Linked DNA regions of Mus musculus: all the other regions are linked to region 2. A link is a contact called in public HiChIP or PLAC-seq and promoter capture Hi-C data. All regions are on one chromosome and are shown on one strand. The core of a region is the stretch at or near the end of the contact, and the rest is flanking DNA. Distances in the headings are between cores, read along the strand shown.

Evidence for each region. Promoter capture Hi-C pulls out the DNA fragments that hold promoters and counts their contacts. HiChIP or PLAC-seq counts read pairs in DNA pulled down with a chosen protein or histone mark.
Region 1: a contact with region 2 is called in a promoter capture Hi-C map of hippocampal neurons, with 3 times the contacts expected there. The contact joins the enhancer-like site here to the promoter of Rnf20 in region 2. A contact is called at or near these places in 9 of 39 promoter capture datasets (the C10 cell line, cranial neural crest, frontonasal cranial neural crest and 4 more), 4 of 484 Hi-C or Micro-C datasets (cardiomyocytes, cortical neurons, embryonic fibroblasts and 1 more), 6 of 115 datasets of contacts at active chromatin or transcription factors (bone marrow-derived macrophages, embryonic forebrain, embryonic stem cells and 3 more) and 1 of 9 other capture datasets (embryonic stem cells).
Region 3: an H3K4me3 HiChIP or PLAC-seq map of embryonic forebrain shows a contact between it and region 2, with 11 times the contacts expected there. The contact joins the enhancer-like site here to the promoter of Rnf20 in region 2. A contact is called at or near these places in 11 of 39 promoter capture datasets (the 3T3-L1 cell line, 3T3-L1-derived adipocytes, cranial neural crest and 8 more), 3 of 15 datasets of contacts at CTCF or cohesin (embryonic stem cells, large pre-B cells and pro-B cells), 18 of 484 Hi-C or Micro-C datasets (B cells, cerebellar granule neurons, cerebellum and 10 more), 9 of 115 datasets of contacts at active chromatin or transcription factors (astrocytes, embryonic basal ganglia, embryonic forebrain and 5 more) and 1 of 9 other capture datasets (embryonic stem cells).

What each region holds. Positions count from the first base shown.
Region 1 is chr4:48,753,529-48,757,025 of GRCm38.p6, forward strand. No RefSeq gene overlaps it. Among named protein-coding and RNA genes, the nearest start is that of Gm52718, 20 kb to the right of the region's middle. Within about 2 kb of position 1,438, at least 55 of the 459 cell types and tissues checked have an H3K27ac peak or open chromatin away from gene starts, as enhancers often do. A contact at or near this core is called in cortical neurons and hippocampal neurons, where this site is marked.
Region 2 is chr4:49,630,669-49,634,103 of GRCm38.p6, forward strand. It overlaps Rnf20 (ring finger protein 20), which reads left to right and starts at 1,392. Exons shown (of 21, transcript NM_182999.2): 1 at 1,392-1,543; 2 at 1,697-1,844; 3 at 2,586-2,742. The coding sequence starts at 2,614. It overlaps Gm45952 (predicted gene, 45952), which reads right to left and starts at 1,284. Exons shown (of 2, transcript NR_168526.1): 1 at 1,187-1,284; 2 at 1-195.
Region 3 is chr4:48,690,782-48,694,369 of GRCm38.p6, forward strand. No RefSeq gene overlaps it. Among named protein-coding and RNA genes, the nearest start is that of Cavin4, 29 kb to the left of the region's middle. Within about 2 kb of position 2,325, at least 12 of the 459 cell types and tissues checked have an H3K27ac peak or open chromatin away from gene starts, as enhancers often do. A contact at or near this core is called in embryonic forebrain, where this site is marked.

The sequences.
Region 1 (3,497 bases), core at 188-2,687, 880 kb before region 2:
CCTGAAAGATTAAAGATGTAAAAGTATGAAGGCAAAATTCAGCAAGGAAATAAAACACCCAAACAATTATATAGCTAAGCAGAAATTCTGGAAATGAAAGACCCAACGAAAAATACAATAGAAAATATCATCAGCGGAGACAATAGTACACATAAATACACACATACAAAAAAAGTCAATGAATACCATAGAAAGTTCAAGAAGTCTGGGTACATGCAAGAGACCAAACCTAAGAATCCACGGGCTGTAAGAAAGAGCTGAGACCTGTAACCCGTGGGCATGTTACTTAGTGTGGCAGCTGCTGTGGAAATCAGCACAGAGGGCTTTCATAGCTAAGCATGGAAATCTCATCCAACCCAGATATCACTGCTGGGCCTGTGCCCGAAGGACTTTCCAGCCTGCCACAGCAAACAATACCTGCTCAACCATGGTTATTGAAACTCTTTTCACAACAACCAGGAAACCAGACTAGATGCCATCAATGGTGCATGGATAGTGAAGCGCAGTACAGATGCGTGATGGGATTTTATCCAGCCCCAGAGAAAAACAAAATTAGGAAATTTGCTGGTGAGCGGATGAAACTGGAGAACATTATTTTAAGTGTGGTAACCCAGGTGGAGAAAGACAAATATTTCATGTGCTCTCTCGTTTGCAGATTCTAGCCTGTAATTGTAAGATTGTGTAACCAGGTGGAGAAGTTATGGAAAAATATTAGGAAATTGGAAGGGGCCCATGAAACTGGAAAGGAGGTTTCTAAGGGAGAAGGATGGAGGGAAGACAACAGGATAAAGAGGGAGGGGTGGAGAGATATCAGGGTGCAGCAGAGAAGACGGGGGGGGGGGGAGGGAAGGGAAGAGCACAGGTCCTGTAGGGCGGTCAACCAGAGCGACATTATGAGAAACCAACATGGGTATCCCGCACTTCAGAATCTAATTAAAAAAAAAAAACAACCTTCCTTAATTATACTTATCCTCCAGCTAAAGATCCAGTTTTCAATGTAAATTTGTGACAAATTTCTACTGTCTGATGCTGGGGTAAGGAGTGTCTAGAACATAAGTAGACACTCCCAAGAAATGCCGGGTGACCCAGGTCCCTGGGCTCTGAGGAGTGTTAGGATAACTCCTGGGAGAGTCTGAGCTGCTTTGCTGGCCCCTCTTCCCTCCAGGATCTGTGGAGTACAGTGTCTCAGATCTTGACTTACATTTTCCACCCCACACCAACATAAACAAATCTCCTTTTCCCTTTTGAACATGAAATGGTGCAAAGATAAACACACGTTTCCTATTGTCACTAAAAACGCATTCATTCCCAGAATAATGCGGCGCCTGGGTGAACAAGGAAGATAGATATTTTTAGGGAGACTCTCTCTCCTTTGGAACAGGAACAGAGCACCTGCTAAATCTGGCACAAAGCGATGACTGCTCCCTGGCAGACTCGCATACAGATGCCTGACTCAGCGATGACGGGCGATTTCCAGCCCAACAGCAGTTTCTGGGCGTAGGGTTTCAGCTCTGAACAGCTGTTGTAATTCCTTCAATATTTTTAGTAACTTATAGTTGCAAGTGCAGAATTGTGACTAGCAAGAGCATAAAGGGTGGATTTTATGCCCCCCCCCCCCGGAATTAAATAGTGTGCTTCGGTTATTAGGGGATTGAGTCACAATTTTAAAGAAAGTATTCTTTCTCAGAGCATGCCTAAGGACCAATATCTTATCAAATGTCTAAGAAGAAATGAAATGCGTTCATTTTAGTCCACTGCATTTAGCTCACCTATGAGTTAGCCGCATCCTTTAATAGTCTAAGCTAATAATTTACAACTCAGATTAGAATCTGATCTTCAAGTATTATTTTTATTCAATTATTATTTTCTCCAGAAAATACCACCTGAGGGGTGTATGCATTTATGTAAGGACAGGGGAAGCTGACTTTGGATTCTGTGGTTCAAGTAGAAAATCACAAAAGCACATGGGAAGAGACACGATTTTAACCACAAGTACAATATGAATGAGCGACCAGAAGTTCTCTGTGTCACCTTTAATGACACACTCATAGTGATCATTTCTTTTTGTTAAGGGGGGAAATTTATTTTCTTATAACTCTCCCGATTAACCTCAGCTTTATGCATGGAGTAGTCTAGAAATTGTGACTGCACGCCTGTAGCCAATTTGTCTTCCTTAATTTTCATGATTTCCATGGTTATGATTCTATAATCGGTGAAGCATGCACGAGAAAATGAAGGGCAGGACAGCCTGTGTTACCTTGTACCTCACTGGCTCTCACAGACCTCTTAATTGGGCTTAATTTTGGAGCATTTCAATGCTTAAAAATAGCATCAGATCAGGAGCCCTCTGACACTATCTTTCCTAAGTTTCTAGGGAATGAGCGTGGATATGCAGAAGAAAATCCTAAAATGCTGCAGCAAGGCTTATCTCTAGAAGGCAGGGTAAATAGTCTCCCCCACCTTCCCTTCTAATGGTCACGCCTCCAGGCCTTGCAAAACAGACCTTCTTTGAGAAATAAAAGTCAAAGAAGTGCCATGATTCTTCTTCCCATACATACTGTCACAGGGATGCAGGGTTTGAAAGTGATTTTTATTAAGGCTATAGCAAGTTCTTTTACTAGTGGTGTGTGTGTGTGTGTGTGTGTGTGTGTGTGTGTGTATCCGGTGCTGCTCTCTCTGCAAATCCTGATGTAGACCTCTGAGCTACCTTTCTAGCGCTATGTCTGCCTGTGTGCTGCCATTCTTCCCACCATGACAAAAAGACACTAAACCTCTGAAACTGTAAACCAGACCCAATTAAATGCTCTCTCTTATAAGAGTTGATGAGGTCATGGTGTCTCTTCACAGCAATGGAACCTTGACTGAGACATACCACATAGGCCAGAAACAATGGCATGAATGATCACGAACTAGGACTTCTAAAACTGTGAGGTAAATAAATTTTCTGCCTTTAAGCTATTTCTTTACGGTATTTGTCACAGTGCTGAAAAGTCTGTCTAATACAGGTTTCACTATGGGGTCTAGGGAGACAGCAGTACTCAGACCACAGCAGTCCTCAAGATATGGTAGCTATTTATTGTTGTTGTCATCGTCACCATGACCACCATCATCATCATGTGTCATTTCCACCATGTAAGACAATATGGCTAGCGGACAATAGAAAAAGATATACACTTGTTGCTTTATATCTTGGAGGTGTAGTATTAACTCACTGGGTTCAGGGCACCAGAGACCAGAAATAGTAAACCAGGAGTCCTTTACATATCAGGCTTGTAGTCTGACTGTTAGGATGCAGGGTGGAGACGGTATCTCCAGCTGTGGATCAAAACAAGAGACATCCAATACCCAAGTCACAAGTGCAAGAGAAACCCACTTACCTGCTTTTTGGCAAATACTTTAGAAATCTTTCTGCACCTTAAATATAAAAGCTCCAAACTCAACACTAGACATTTGGGGACAGGAGAAGCAAGGAAGACAAGTATGGCTAAGGAGACTCA
Region 2 (3,435 bases), core at 142-2,641:
GATGTAGTTTATTTCTAACGTAAAAAAAATATCAACGCTCAATAAATTTTAAACATCCTGGTACTGGCCTGGCAAGATGGTTTAGTGGGTAAAGGTGCTTGTCACCCCGAGTTCAGCCCTTGAGACCCGAGCCTTCGAAGTACGACCTAGCTCCAAAAGTTGTCCTCTGAGCTTTACATGTGGGCACTCGAACACCTATGCACACATTAAAAAAAAATCATATTAAGACGGGTACTGAGATTACAGACTAATTGACTTGTTCTTAATTAACACCCTCCTCCCCCCCCCCGACCCCCCCCCCCCCATCCCCAGTGTCTCTGGTCAGTATCTTATCCTCTCCAAACACTAAAGCAGTAGTTTCCAAACCTGTGATGAGAATCCATAGGGGGAAGATGGGATGGGATGAAGGTGGCTTTATTTTTTTTTTTATTTTTTATTTTTGGTTTTTGAGACAGGGTTTCTCTGCGTAGCTCTGGCTGTCCTGGAACTCACTCTGTAGACTATGCTGGCCTTGAACTCAGAAATCTGCCTGCCTCTGCCTCCCAAGTGCTGGGATTAAAGGCATGCGCCACCACCGCCCGGCGAAGGTGACTTTTTAACCCTACAAGAGACTAAAGTTCTCCAGCTGAGTGTCATTTGCAGGTAGTGCTAAATAGAGACCCCGCTTATTTATTTTGGCCTTCCCAGACAGGAGTTTCTCTGTGTAGTATTTATTTATTTTGAGGCAGGGTTTCTATGCATAGTATGTATGTATTTATGTGCTTATTTATTTTGGTTTTTCAAGACATGGTTTCTCTGTGTAGCTCCGGCTGTACGAGAACTCGCTTTGTAGACCAGGCTAGCCTTGAACTCAGAGGAATCAGCCCGCTTCTACCTCCTGAGTGCTGGGATTAAAGGCGAGTGCTACCATCGCCGTGCTGGAATCCCCTTTAAGGAAACTACACAGAACTAGAAATCGGTCAAATTCCTTGAGTTTTACGCAGGCTATTTCATCTCTTTAAAGAGTGCTCCACCCACACCTCAGGTAAGGGCGCTTGCCCTTTGGGAGATGGACAGGACCATCAACCAATTAGCAGCTTGGATGAGATAGGACCGCCCCCCCAACACAAAACATAAACAAAACGCTTTCCGTCAGTAATAATAATGGACCTTAAAAAAAAGAAAACAAAAAACAAAAAAACCGTACACAATGCTTCGCGTTGAAGAGACCGGTCACTTTGGGACTGGAGTCTGAAACAGTCCCCGCCCATCCCAACACAGAGGCGGCAGCGCACACGCAGAACTGACTGCGCCCCCTCCTCACGCGTCACTTCCGCCTGGCGGTCTCCCACACGTCACTTCCGCCCTCTCCTCGCCGTGCCTCGGGTAAAGTTGAAGCAACTTCCTTTTCCTTTTCCCTACTTCCTCTCCGTGCCTCCGCCTCCGTGGAGCTCAGTCCCTCTCGCAGCGGATCCCAAGTGAATCCCTTGGAGTCCCTCTCGGGCCTTCGTGAAGAAGCGCTGGGAGCCGCGCGCTCCCTGCGGCGGGAGTTGCCAGAGCCCAGGTTTGCTCTGTCGTCTGCTGCTCCCGGGCCGTGAGCGGCGAGGACTCTCGGGTCCCATCTTCCCGGCCTGTAGTTAGCCACGCCGGAGCCAGCGGCCAGCGCTCTCCAGTCAAGCTGCGCTCTCTCCTCAGCTCCCGTCTCCTCTCTTTGCAGGCGAGGTCCAACCCAGATTGCTGCTTGCCATTGACGCCTCGTCCCGGAGTTTGGATCGGAAGCCGGCTGGATGTAGACCCCTGATGGCCGCGGTGCTCGCCATCTAGCATCCATTCCACCTCCTTGTGAGTTTCGGAACCAGAGTCAGGTAGGAAATACTGAAAGAGCATCCCGTCTGAACAGATAAAGAAACGGGGATTGTTGGCAGGTTCGGTCTCTAAAGGCAGCCCGGCTCCCCAAAGGAAGCGCTGGGGTGCTCACCTACGTCTGACATCTGGAGAACTAACTGCTCAGGGAGCGTTTACAAGGCTCTGCAAAGAGAACGCTTGCATTTCTGGGTGCTTAGTGTTCATCTGACATTATGCTAAGTTGTTTCTATAACTATGCCATCCATTTGTTGCAGTAAGTCTAGCAACATGTTGTTGTCCTTCGTTTAGGAAACCGAGATTCAGAGATAACTGACTTGTATAGGATTAATGACTTAGCTAATGTTTCCCACGTCTCTTGCCCCAAGTCTCCTAATACTTTAACCTTAACCTCTGTCATAAATAAACTCTCCTTCTTTTAGTTTTTTGTTTTTGGCATCTCAGGAAGTGAGAATCCTGAAATTTATTCATAGCTTCTCTATTATTTGAGTAGAATTTTATTTGTTATTAGCATCTTGTGTAGAAATTTATAATCCTGTCAATCCCATTCCTCAACAGTTCCCCTCCCCCTTCTCTCTTGATTTAGGGTTGATGGGTTTTGTCGTAGAATTATTTGATTTAGGTTAAAGAGTTGGCCTGAAAAAAATTACTAGTTTTTATATACAGGTACTTTATATTGTGGCATGTCTGCTTATCTTGATTCAGTTCATGTTTTCTATTTTTGTTTCTGTTTTTTCATTCAGAAAAATATAACTGTCATCTTATACCAAGATGTCAGGAATTGGAAATAAAAGAGCAGCTGGAGAGCCGGGCACATCTATGCCTCCAGAGAAGAAGACAGCTGTTGAAGATTCAGGGACCACCGTGGAAACAATTAAGTTAGGAGGTGTCTCTTCAACGGTACGAGAAAACGAGGCTGCAAAAGTGTGCTTGGCTTCTGTCAGTTGTTCCTGAAAGTAGAAATTTATGGAAGCTTCTTGAATTAAGAGATAAGCATTAGCAAAGAAGAGGGAAATAGATGAATTGATGTGGTGGTCAGTTCTTGAAGTGAGGTGTATTAATTTATGTTTGATCTGTATTTGCAAGCTGTGGTGTTTATTTTATTTTATTTTATTGAGAGTCTGACTACAGTAGTCTTTGCTATAGTTAATTGGCACTTTTCCCTTACTGAAAAATAGGTGCCGTGTTCTGAGAGGCACCCTAGCAAAGCCTTTGAGAGTGCTAGTGCTGAATGAGAGTCAGATCAGTGCCCGGGGTGTGTGTGTGTGTGCGTGCGTGTGTGTGCGCGCGTGTGTGTGCGCGCGTGCGTGCTCTCTGCCATATCTCTTGGCTGTATGGCCTGTATTATCTGTCCTGTGCCCGTTTGATTGTGAAATGAATCTGTAGTACCTGTGTGTGACATTGGGTTATGATGGAGGCAAAATGGGAGTCCTTGTAAAGAGCTCAAACGTTGTAAAAGCAATAGCATGCACTCATAAGAGTGAGCTGTTACTGGGCTAGATAATGTGGTAGACGAATTGTGTGTTTAATGGTTAGTAATACCTTTTAGACACGAGAAGCTTTGGTGGGGATGGGTTTCTGTATTTGGAACTT
Region 3 (3,588 bases), core at 1,075-3,574, 940 kb before region 2:
TTGTGATGCAAGGCTCTTTGCCAGCTCCTGCAGTGCCCTTCTTGGGGTATATTCTTGGGCACCGGGCTCCTGAGCCATCTGCTGTGTACTGTGGCCAACAACACCCTGTGGCACCACGTGTAGGCTGTTTTATAGCGGAGTGCTTCCAGAGCATTACCTCCTTTTAAGCGGCCTTCCCTGGTGCCCCGGATGTTTTACTGTTGGTTCTCTGCCATCCCGCGAGTCAAACCATGATTTCCCCACCGGCACAGGATTTGGGCCTGGGGGCGGGAGGTTCCACCTTGATTGGTGGATGCCTGAGTATCTGCCTACATCTTTCTTTTTCTTTGTTTGCTTTTCTTTATTGTTGTGGCTGGACTCTTCACTATTCCAATCCTCCAATCCTGTAATTACTGGATCCCAAACTTTCCCAGATAAACTTGTTGCAGTGTTAGTTAGACTCTTGATTAGATCCTGAGATCCCAACTGATGCACAATGGGACCTGGTTAGAAATGCGATCCAATGGATTGATACCCACCCCTGCCTGTCTTTCCTCCTTAGGGCCAAGTTCACGGTTTTGCTATACTCACTCATAGTGTGAAGAGAAGCCCCGACGTTTCCTTGTGAGCCCCTGTAATATCTGGCCCCCTTTAGTCTCCTGACCTCTCCTTTCACATCACAGTCTCTCTCCTTCCTCTTCCCTGGCAGTTTTACAGACACCATTCTCTCTGGAATCCTTTCCCTTCACCGTATGTATGTGTGTATGTATGTGTGTGTGTGTGTGTGTGTGTGTGTGTGTGTGTGTGTGTGTGTATGTATGTATGTATGTATGTATGTATTTTTGAGATGAGATCTCATTCTGTAGCCAGGATGGCTTGAATTTCATCATACAGCCCAGAACTGCTTTAACTCATGGCAATCCTCCTGCCTCAGATTTCCAAGTGCTGAGATTCCCAGTGTGCGGCACCACACTGCTGTCTTCATTTTAACCGTCGGTTTCCACCTTCTGACGGTCGAAGGTTGGCCTTTACTCACTTTCAGACAATCTTTTGGATTGATACCCAACCCCTGCTTTTATGAATTATAAACTGAAGGCAGGGACTGTGGCTCTCTTGACCCTGCGGGGTTTGCAGGGTCTAACACCTGTGACAAAGCCTATCCTTGCTCCTCCTGTCCTGGTCCCGTGTGATTTCCCTGCCCATGCTCCAGTTTGCCACAAGATGGCAGGCTAGGACACAATGTCGCTTGGTCTCCTTATAGAGATAAAAACCCCTAGGGGTTTAGGTTTAAATACATTGAGCCAGAAGAGGACCCTTGTGAAGTACATGAATCCAAAGTCCTCTGGAATTTCTGGAAATTCCTCTGGAAACGGTGGTTACATCCTCCACCTCTTCCCTGACAGAGGAACAGTTAGGAATACCAACAAGCAAGACAAAGGGGAAGACTCCCTGGGGAACCGGGCATTGCATTATTTAGAGATGAGTGTTAGGGAGTATGTGAGAACTCTTGAGCTCTGGTTTGCAGGGGATCCAGAATACATGGCTGTATCATGGCCGCTCCTTAGCTTTGCCCAGAGTAGATTCTGGAAGGAAATGCAGTAAGGGTCCCAGGCCCAAATCCGGCTTCTGCCTGTCTTGGTAAACAAATTTTAACTGGGCCAGGACAGAGATCACAGGATCTTCAAAGCCAGTACTACTTAGTGTTACAATGTTTGGGATTATCTGGTCTAGATGCGTGGAAACTGCTTAGAAGCCTTATATCTGGCTTAGCTGTGGGGAAGATCTGACTTCTTTCTGAGGAGCATACTTGCTTGGGGAGGGCAGTATAGATTGCTGAGGGCTCCTAGAGATTTAAATCAGAATTATTTTCAGGAATTGTGCACTTTATGTGCTGTACACGTTCAGTGTTTTCTTCCTCCTCTCCACTCTCCTCCCTTCCCTCTCCCCTTCTATATTTTCCTTTCCCTCCCTCCCTCCCTCCCTCTCTCCCTGCCTCCCTCCCTCCCTCCTTCCCTCCCTGCCTCCCTCCCTCCTTTCTTCCTTCCTTTTCTTTTAAGGGTCAGGGTTTTTCTGTGTAGCCCTGGTTGTCCTGGAGCTCGCTGTGTAGACCATTCTGACCTCAAATTCAGAGCTGGGTCTTCTGCCTCTCCTGGGATTAAAGGAGTGAGCTGCGTGGCAGACTGGCTTCCTGTCAGTTTTTAAGGGAAGAACAAAGGCGATACATGTGAACTCCTTGTACTTTCTCAGCACGCTTTCCCAGATTGGGGCCGTTAGACTAATTACTTCATTTATCAAGATGGAAATCAAAGGCCCAGTAGCTATTTACCTTTCATTCAAGAATACTCTTGGCATGGCTGGTGCAGTCTAATTATGAGCGAGGAGGTGCTCAGGCTTAGCTCAGTCAGGACTGTGTTAACTCGCTTCGCAAGGGTTGTGTGATTAAATACAGTCCGCACAGGTCATCTTCCTGCCAAACCTTTTGAGTAAAGAGAGTGGCCATTTCTTAGCTTCCTAACTGTTTTTGCACTTATGAAACCAGAAAAACAAGAAACAAGTTAATAATTTTAGAGCTCACACAGACTGTATCTAGGGCCTGTTAGATTTCTCTTCTTTAGGTAAATGATGGTTGTACACTTGTGGGAAGGTCTGTGCCAGGGAGAGAATTCTCAGCTCTCAGAGTATTGGTTTAAAACAAACAAACAAACAAACAAACAAACAAACATCCCAAAGAACCCAAGTAGGCGGTCTCTTTTCCTCTTAATTTTTTTGTAGGAAAGTTATTATATGACATATTCTTCATTGTATATACTTAGTGTGTGCATGTATACACACACACTTGCTGGCCTTCCAGATATGCATATTTTATTTCAAAGTAATTTTAGACTAACACATTTCTGTTTAATGAAGAAGTGAAGAGAGCGTGGGGCAGTATCAAGAGACATATTCTTGGCCGTATCTTCTTAAATTGTCCTTCAAACTATTGTAGTTAAATGTGTAATAAAACTACTATTTTATAGCCTGGTATGGTGGCTTATGCTTCTAATCTAGTACTCAGGAGGCTAAGGCAAGAAGGGCATGAGTTCGAGACTAGCCTTGACTAATCCCCAAGACTATTTCTAAAAAAAAAAAAAAAAAAAAAAAAAAACCCGAAAGACAGGCAGTAAGATAGCACAGTGGGTAAAAAAGCTCTTGCCTCACAAGCCTGGAGATGTGAGTTCTGCATAAGACTGGAAGCAGTCAGAAGGGTTGATCTGCAGAGCCCATGTCTGCAGGGAGAGAGCCAGTTCCACAAAGTTGTCCTATGACCTTGCCCTAGTCACTGTTCTATTACTATGAAGAGGCATCATTATCACAACTCTTTTTATAAAAGAAAGCATCAAGCTTACAGTTCTAGAGGCTTAGTTCATTTTCATCATGGAGGGAAGCATGGCAGCATCTAGGCAGACACTGAAGCACTAGGTGAGAGAGCTTTATATCCTGAACCATAGGTGGGGGTGGGGGTGGGGTGGGGGGTGGGGGTGGGGTCTGGGCTTGGCTTGGGCTTTTGAAACCTCAAAACTCCCAGTGACACACTACCTCCAATCAGGCCATACCTTGTAATCCTTGTAA